2 separate regions of the Mus musculus genome follow, and region 1 is linked to region 2. A link is a contact called in public HiChIP or PLAC-seq data. All regions are on one chromosome and are shown on one strand. Each heading gives the region's core, a stretch centred on a gene start, on an enhancer-like site or on the middle of the called end of the contact. The rest is flanking DNA. Distances are from core to core; before and after follow the strand shown. Region 1 holds the start of Ccdc13 (coiled-coil domain containing 13). Region 2 overlaps Ulk4 (unc-51-like kinase 4).

What was found. HiChIP or PLAC-seq counts read pairs in DNA pulled down with a chosen protein or histone mark.
Region 1: a contact with region 2 is called in an H3K27ac HiChIP or PLAC-seq map of microglia, with 4 times the contacts expected there. The contact joins the promoter of Ccdc13 here to the enhancer-like site in region 2. A contact is called at or near these places in 1 of 15 datasets of contacts at CTCF or cohesin (large pre-B cells), 4 of 484 Hi-C or Micro-C datasets (B cells, the P5424 cell line, cortical neurons and 1 more) and 3 of 115 datasets of contacts at active chromatin or transcription factors (bone marrow-derived dendritic cells, bone marrow-derived macrophages and microglia).

The regions. Positions count from the first base shown.
Region 1 is chr9:121,837,553-121,841,150 of GRCm38.p6, reverse strand. It overlaps Ccdc13 (coiled-coil domain containing 13), which reads left to right and starts at 1,690. Exons shown (of 16, transcript NM_028384.1): 1 at 1,690-1,740.
Region 2 is chr9:121,248,684-121,252,698 of GRCm38.p6, reverse strand. It overlaps Ulk4 (unc-51-like kinase 4), which reads left to right. Exons shown (of 37, transcript NM_177589.3): 14 at 1-46; 15 at 1,656-1,837; 16 at 3,728-3,774. Among named protein-coding and RNA genes, the nearest start is that of Gm34735, 20 kb to the left of the region's middle. Within about 2 kb of position 2,753, at least 16 of the 459 cell types and tissues checked have an H3K27ac peak or open chromatin away from gene starts, as enhancers often do. A contact at or near this core is called in bone marrow-derived macrophages and microglia, where this site is marked.

The sequences.
Region 1 (3,598 bases), core at 441-2,940, 590 kb before region 2:
GCTGTGAACAGACACCACAACCAAGACAACTCTCATAAGGACACTTAATCGGGGCTGAGTAACAGATTCAGAGGTTCAATCCATTATCATCAAGGTGGGAGCATGGCAGCATCCAGGCAGGCATGGTGCAGGAGGAACTAAGAGTTCTACATCTTCATCCTCAGGCTGCATGCAGAATAATGACTTCTGAGCAGCTAGGATGAGGGTCTTAAAGCCCACACCCACAGTGACACACCTATTCCAACAAGGCTGCACCCCCTAATAGTGCCACTCCCTGGACCAAGCATATTCAAACCATCACAGACTCCAACCCTAGGGGACCCAATGCCTTCTTCTGGCCTCCATGGGCACACACACACACACACACACAAAGAGAGAGAGAGAGAAAGAAGGAGAGAGAGTTAGAGAGAGAGAAGCTTTATGAAGGAGATGCTGTGCACCTGGACACACTGTACTGTACTGCGAGGGGGTGGGCAGGTGGATGCAGGGCTGTGGGTATCCAGCCCTGTATCTTCTTCACAAGTAGTGATGTACTACTCACGTTAAGTAAATGGGAAGCAGAAAAACAGGTTTAACATAGCTGGAGACTTTCACATTATAAAGGCTAGTGAGAGCATCTGGCCTCCCTCAGCTCATTTTTCCTATGTGTTTGCCTCCCTTCAAGTCCCTGAAATACAGCAATGTCAAACTGGGAGATTTTTTTTTTAAGTATTTTCTTAAACACACACACACACACACACACACTGTTTTTTAAAATCTTCTAAAATGCAAATAAATAAATAAATTCATAAATAAGAAGACCTAAAATCCTACCATACTGATATAATTGCCTGTGTGTTGTTTCACGTCTAGGTTTTCTTAGTATGGGTGTGTGCAATTGTTTGTGTCGGTGCACATGTGCATGGGATAGACAGAGGTTGTCTTCATTATTTGTCCTCAACTGCTCTCCACCTTTTGTTTTTTGAAAAAGGGTTTTGGGGTGAACTTGAATCAGCTCCTGGACTGGACTAGACTGACTGGCGAGGGATGTGTCTTGTCATCCTGCGATGTGACCCATAAACGCTTTCAACATTCCTCTTTTAGTTCTGTGCGCTGTTTGAAAAGGAGGAAGCGTTTTGTTTTGGTTTGGTTTTGGTTTTAGCATTATTAATTTTGGCCTACTCCAATCACAATCATAACCCAACATTCTTCCCGCCTTGTTTTGTATTTCCAAAGATAATATGGTTAACTATGTTACATTTCATAAAAACCGTCCACTTTCCAAAACCCTTGGAGGCCAGTAGGATATGCATCCTACTTTTTCAAAGACACTGGAGGTCGGTTGTGCACGGTGGTGCAGCCTGTGTCATCCAGCATTCAATAAGGACAGGAGGATGAGAAGTTCAAGGTCATGCATGGCTACAGAGCGAGTTTGAGGCCAGTCTGGACTGTATGATACCCTACCTTTAAAAACAAAAACAAACAGACCCCCCAAATCCTTAAATAAAATACACTCCGGAAGAGTGGAGGCTTCGTAGGCACTTTGCATTCTCATGTCCAGCTGGTGTGTGCAGTTCTGTGGGTCTTCCCGGACCCCTCAGCACGCTCAGCTCAGACCTTTAGAGGCTCTCTCGGCCCCCGTAGACGCGCGCGACCGTGCTGGTTTCCCTGGTGACGGTTGCCAAGGCAGCACATGCCGGCGTCGGGAAGGGCGGAGGAAGTGCCCGCGGCCCTTAAGACAGACCCCGAAGCGCAGCCGCGGTAAGTGGAGGAAGGCTGAGTAGAGCGGGAGTCAAGCGAGGATCGAACCGGAGCGGATCAGGAAAAAGAACCGGGGGCTGAGCGGGGAAACTGAACCGGGAGCCGAGCGGAGCGGGAAACCGAACTAGGAACCAAGAGTGGAGCCGAGAGCGGGGAACCGAACCGGGAGCCGAGCGAGGACCGAGCCAGGGACAGAGCGGGAAACCAAACAAGGGGCCAAGTGGGGACCGGAACCGTGGCGAGAGTGAGGAACCGAATCGGAAGCCTAGAGTGGAGCCGGGAGAGGGGGATCGAACTGGGGGCCGAGCAGCGAGAAGCCAAGACTGGGAAACCAAACCATAGACCCTGCGAATGGCCTCTCCTTGGGGCCGGGCTGTTCCCACCCCTCCCTGGGCAGACTCGTGTTTTCCGCGCGAGGAGGGTTCGTGAGGCAGAGGAACGACCCAGCGACCTGCGTGGGCATGACTAGAAAGCAGGTCTTCTGCAGCTGCCACTCAGCACGTGGCTGCTGCCCTGACTTGACCCTCATTCTGGCTTGTAAAAACATACAGGATGGGGAGGTGGGATGGGCTGCGTGGGTGAGCTAGAAAGTGGCAGGCTGGTGAGAAGTGATGGGTGCTCAAGGCCCCATCCACCGTCCTGCGCACAGCTTTTCTCTTCCTTGGTCTTTTGAGTAGGGTTTCACTCTGTAGCCTGGGATGGCCTTAAAACTCACTAGAAGACCCATGCTGGTCCCAAATTGGTAATCATACTCACATTTGAAGCAGGACGGGACTGCATACCAACATCTTGTCTTAAAGAGAAAACAAAAGTTGTAAGCAATTAGGGTTATCTGTGGTTTTAAGGTAGTTTGTTGGTTACAAAGTATAGTTGTCTAAAAAAAAGGCCAAATTCTTTCATGTTTTTTTTATAAATATTCATTAAGCACCTACTGTGTCCTGTTGTAGCATGGCCATGAACAAAGTGGATGAAAATAATGATCCTGGTAGGCGTGTTGGTACATAGCCAGCATTTGAGAGACCAACACAGGAGCATTGCCAAGAGTTTGAGGCAAGCCTGGTCTACACAGCAAGTGCCAGGTCATCCGGCCAGCCCTTGCAGGACCCTGTCTCAAACAGCTAAAAATAAAGTTAAAGTGTGTGTCCTCTGGTAGTGTACGTACTAGTGGGAGGAAGCACAGTTGGTATGTAACGTGTGCTACAGGTCAGGAGCAAAGGTGAATGACCTGGGCAGGGAGATGGTGTTCTGTGAGTACAAGCAAGGGTTGGGACAGTTCATACTCACTAGCAAGTTGACTGGATTTAGAGCCATCTAGGAAACACTCCTCTGTGTGTGTGCACGAGTGCATGAGGGTGTCTCCAGAGAGGTTTAGCTGAGAAAAGAAGACCCGCCATCCCACGGAGCCCCAGACTGAAAGCAGGAGTGGAGCCTTCATCTGTCCGTGCTTCCCCACAGTGGACCCCCTGCAGCCGTCCACTTGTGGGTGCTGTCCTTCCCCAACATGGTGAGCTGTATCCTCCAAGACTGTGAGCCAACTAAGTCACCTTGAGTTGCTTTGGTCACACGTTTGCCCACAGCAATGGGAAAGGTAACTCATATACAGTGGGGACAGGGGCAGCGCTTGTCAGGAGCTCAGGGGAGTCATCCCAGTGGAAACCCATTGAATCCAGAGATGTCCAGGAGGCAACCAGAGAACACACGGAGACAAGAACTTAGAAGGAGCAGTCAGAGTGCAAGCTGTGAGCCCAAGGCACCCCTAGTGCTGACGCGGGAGGGGAGGGGCCCTGGCTTTGTGCTGAGGAGAGCATGTTGGACAGTGTCAGGGCCAAGTGTGTGAAGAACAAACAGGCTGTGGTAT
Region 2 (4,015 bases), core at 1,504-4,003:
GCAATCAAGTTTGATCCAAAAATCTTGCACCTACCAGCATATTCTGGTAAGTCACAGACCCATCGAACACGCAGGCCTTTGTACACAGATTGCATATGAACCTTCTTTACTTACATTAGCTGCTTGGTTTGTGAGAGGAATAGCTAATGACCTGTTTTCTTGTTAATGCTTTCGGCCCACCTCCTGCACACCAGGGGTCAACTGCAGATGTCTCTGTCCTTGCCAGCTTTTGATTTTCCTCTGGGCTGATGTCTTTTTGTGGGTGGGGAAGCCTCTGGGGTGCTGGGCCTGTTTTCTTGCTGAGTGAATGGAGAGTCTCTGCCCTTCCCTGGTAAAGCCAGCGAGATGTCAGTCTTGCATGTTGCTGCTGTGAGTGCCAACAGTCCAAAGGTTTGGGATTGTGTTAGGAGGACCAGGACAGTGGAGAGCGAAGTTGGGTGGCTCACCCCTGTGGGGATGTGATTCCCCTCATGGGGATGGTGTCTGAGAAGAGATAGCTAATGGCTGCTGATCATTACCCTTCAGCCCATGAAAGTCTTTCCTGGAGTGAACCTCAGGAATTTTGCTGTTCATCTTTTTAGTGGGCCAGTTCTCCTCTGTGGCTAGGTCACTCGGTGATTGGGACTAAATTAGAGATAACAAAACGGATGCACAGTTAAGAAGACACTGACTTACATGAGTGCAGGCCAAGCTCATACATGGATACAAGCTAAGAGCAAAGCCTCCAAGAGGGACGCTTCTGAGGGACCAAAGTGACAGAGTCATAGTGTGGCTAGTATCGAGAACCCTTACCCGTGAAACCCAGGAAATCACTCAGTCCTTCCCCTGAGAGTTAGAGAACAGTTGCAGTTTTTATAAACGAGTCTGTCTATGGATAGAGATAAGGTAAGATCTGTGCTGTTAGACGCCATTTCTGGCGTTTGTCGTGTGGTTAGATGCCACTTCTGCCGTTTGTCCTGCAGTTAGATGCCATTTCTGGCATTTGTCGTGCGGTTAGACGCCATTTTTGATGTCTTTGGTTTGTGCGGGAAGCTGGAGGCTGGAGTTCCAGGTTTTGCCAGCCACCCTACCGACCTGGATGTGTCTAACAGTCATTTTACCAGACTTGTAAAAGTGTGTGTAGATGTGAGTGGATGTAGCTGTATGTGGTTGGATCTGTACACATGCAAGTGTGAGCATGTGTGTCAGAGCATGGCCCCAGTGTTATCCTTAGACACACTGTCTATCTCTTCAGAGGGAGGTCCCTTGATCTGAGCTCATTGACTAGACTAGACTGGCTGGCCACGGAGCCCCAGGAAGCCTCAGCCGTCACTTGCTGAGGGTCAGGATTGCATGTGTGGCTTCAGACTCACGTCCTCATGCTTGCAAGGCTCCCTGTCTCCCCAGCTCTTGACCCGAAAAGATTATTATTATGGTCATTGTCATTACTGTTCTTATTGTAGCAGTTGTTCACTGACATGGTTATGTCTCCCTGGGTAGAGGCCAGCCAAGTAGCGCATCGCCTCAGAGCCGAGGTGGGGTGCCTTTTTGTTAACTGTCATGTAGTGTTTCCTCCTCATCCCGGCCCTGAGTTCTCTGTTCCTCTGCTTCTCACTGGATGTCTGCTCAGCCCTCTCCACCTCACACGTGCTCCCTCTGCTTCCTTCCCTCCACAGTGGAGAAGTTGCTGGTCCTCAAGGACCAAGACTGGAATGACTTCCTGCAGCAGGTGTGCTCCCAGATCGACTCCAGCGAGAAGAGCACAGGGGCGCTGCGGGCCAAGCTGAACCTCCTGTGCTACCTGTGTGTGGTGGCCACGCACAAGGAGGTGGCCACCAGGCTGCTTCACTCCCCGCTGGTAGGTACTGCAGGGTAGATGGGCCTCCCAGGGCCCCACCACCTACTCTGTGTGGTTGGCCTCTGTATTTCAAAGACATGTGAACAAGAGCTTGGGGCCGAGTGATGATCAGCTCAGTAGTAGAACAGAACAGGCAATAAAAACAATAGACCAAGGATATGTGTGTGTGTGTGTGTGTGTGTGTGTATGTGTGTGTGTGCATGTTAGTGTGTGTATGTGTGTATATGTGTGTGTATGTGTGTATGTGTGTGTGAATATATGTGTGTGTGTATGTGTGTGTATGTGTGTGTGTGTGTGTGTGTGTGTGTGTGTGTGTGTGGTGGTAGAACAGGGGATCCCAGAGCCTTACCCAGGCCAGGCAAGGGCTCTGCCACTGAGCCACATCCCTGACCCTAGTTTTTATTTTGAGCCACCGTCTCTGAGTTCCCCAGGCCTTGAACATGTTCTGTAGCTTAGTTAGATCTTGATCATATGATCCTCCTGCCTCAGCTTCCCAAGTTGCTGGGATTATAGGTCTGTGCCACCATGTCCAGATGGATACAATCGTAATCTGATTTAATTACAAAGAATAAAGTGATTTATTTTTTTATGAAAAATTTTCTCATGAAGGTTTTGGAATCATCATCAACTTCCTTGAAGCAGTTGTGTGGATGGTGGTTTCGAACTGTGGACATTTTTGTTAAGTGTTGGCCGGGAGCCATTGTACCTGTCTGTAATCAGGAGATGGAGCTCTGTGCTGGAGTAAACTCGGGTGGCTCCTGCTCCAGGCCACCTGGACAAATGCGAGGGTTTCCGATGTGTGAAAGGACAGAAAGCCGTACAGCATTCGCTTCCTGTTCTCCTTGGCGGGCCTCACTGGTGACTGACTGGCCAGGGTCGGCAGAGCTCCTCAGGCCAGCCGCTGGAAGCTGCGACTATGGCACTTCCTCAGGCGGGCCGCTGGAAGCTGCGACTGTGGCACTTTCTGCTGAGCCCCTGAAGTCAGCCTGGAGGAGTTTCAGTTCATTTTGTTCCCTCCCTGTGAAGGTTGCTGTGTGTCTGTGGGGGGTGGGGAGAGTAGTTAGTAGGACAAATCGAGAACATCTTGCTCTTAATTTTTTAAAGATTCATTTTATCTTTTTTTTTTTTTTTTTGGTTTTTCGAGACAGGGTTTCTCTGTGTAGCCCTGGCTGTCCTGGAACTCACTTTGTAGACCAGGCTGGCCTTGAACTCAGAAATCCGCCTGCCTCTGCCTCCCGAGGGCTGGGATTAAAGGCGTGCACCACCATGCCCGGCTGGATTCATTTTATCTTTAAATTGTGTGTGTGTGTGTGCACATGTGCATGTTACATCAGGTGCTCTTGGATGCCAAAAAGAGGGGGTCAGTTCCCCTGGAGCTGAAGTTACAGGTGATTGGTGCTTATAAACCTCTATGTGGGTGCTGGGAATTGAACCTGGATCCTCTGCAGAAGTAGCACCTGCTCTTACCTGCTAAGCTGTCCCCTCCATTGCTCGGTTCTTACCACTTCTTCTTCTTCTTCTATTTATTTTTTTATTTTATGCATATGAGTACAATGTAGTTCTCCTCAGACACATCAGAAGAGGGCATTGGATCCCATTACAGATGGTTGTGAGCCACCATGTGGTTGCTGGGAACTGAACTCAGGACCTTTGGAAGAGCAGTCAGTGCTCTTAACCCCTGAGCCATCTCTCCAGCCCCCAGTTCTTACTTCTTATTTATGTTTATTTTGCTGGCACACTGGCTGAGGTTCCATGTCTGTCAGTGGTCACCTCCCTGGAGGGAGTCTCACTTACCCCAGCTGTGTAAGTTTCCCTGCTAATTCACCGATTGCTTTGGATGTTGTTCTGAATAAAACTTACATTTTGATGTTTTTCTTTTTTAAATTCTAGTTCCAGTTGCTAATCCAGCACCTGCGGATAGCTCCTAACTGGGATATGTAAGTAACCTTCGTATTTTAAAGCACATTCTTTGTGATTTTGTAGTTATTGCCAGATACCTCATCATAAGCACAGTCCTAAGTCATCCGAAGTGAGCCTGCGGTAACCATGAGACACTCGCAGCCACTGCCTGTTGTCCCAATGTGGAAGGCTGTCCCTTCTCTGGGTGTCTATTGTGAGATCGGCCCACCTTTGGGTTTTTCATCTTGTGCCTGCCTCCGACACCTCTGTCTTCCTCCG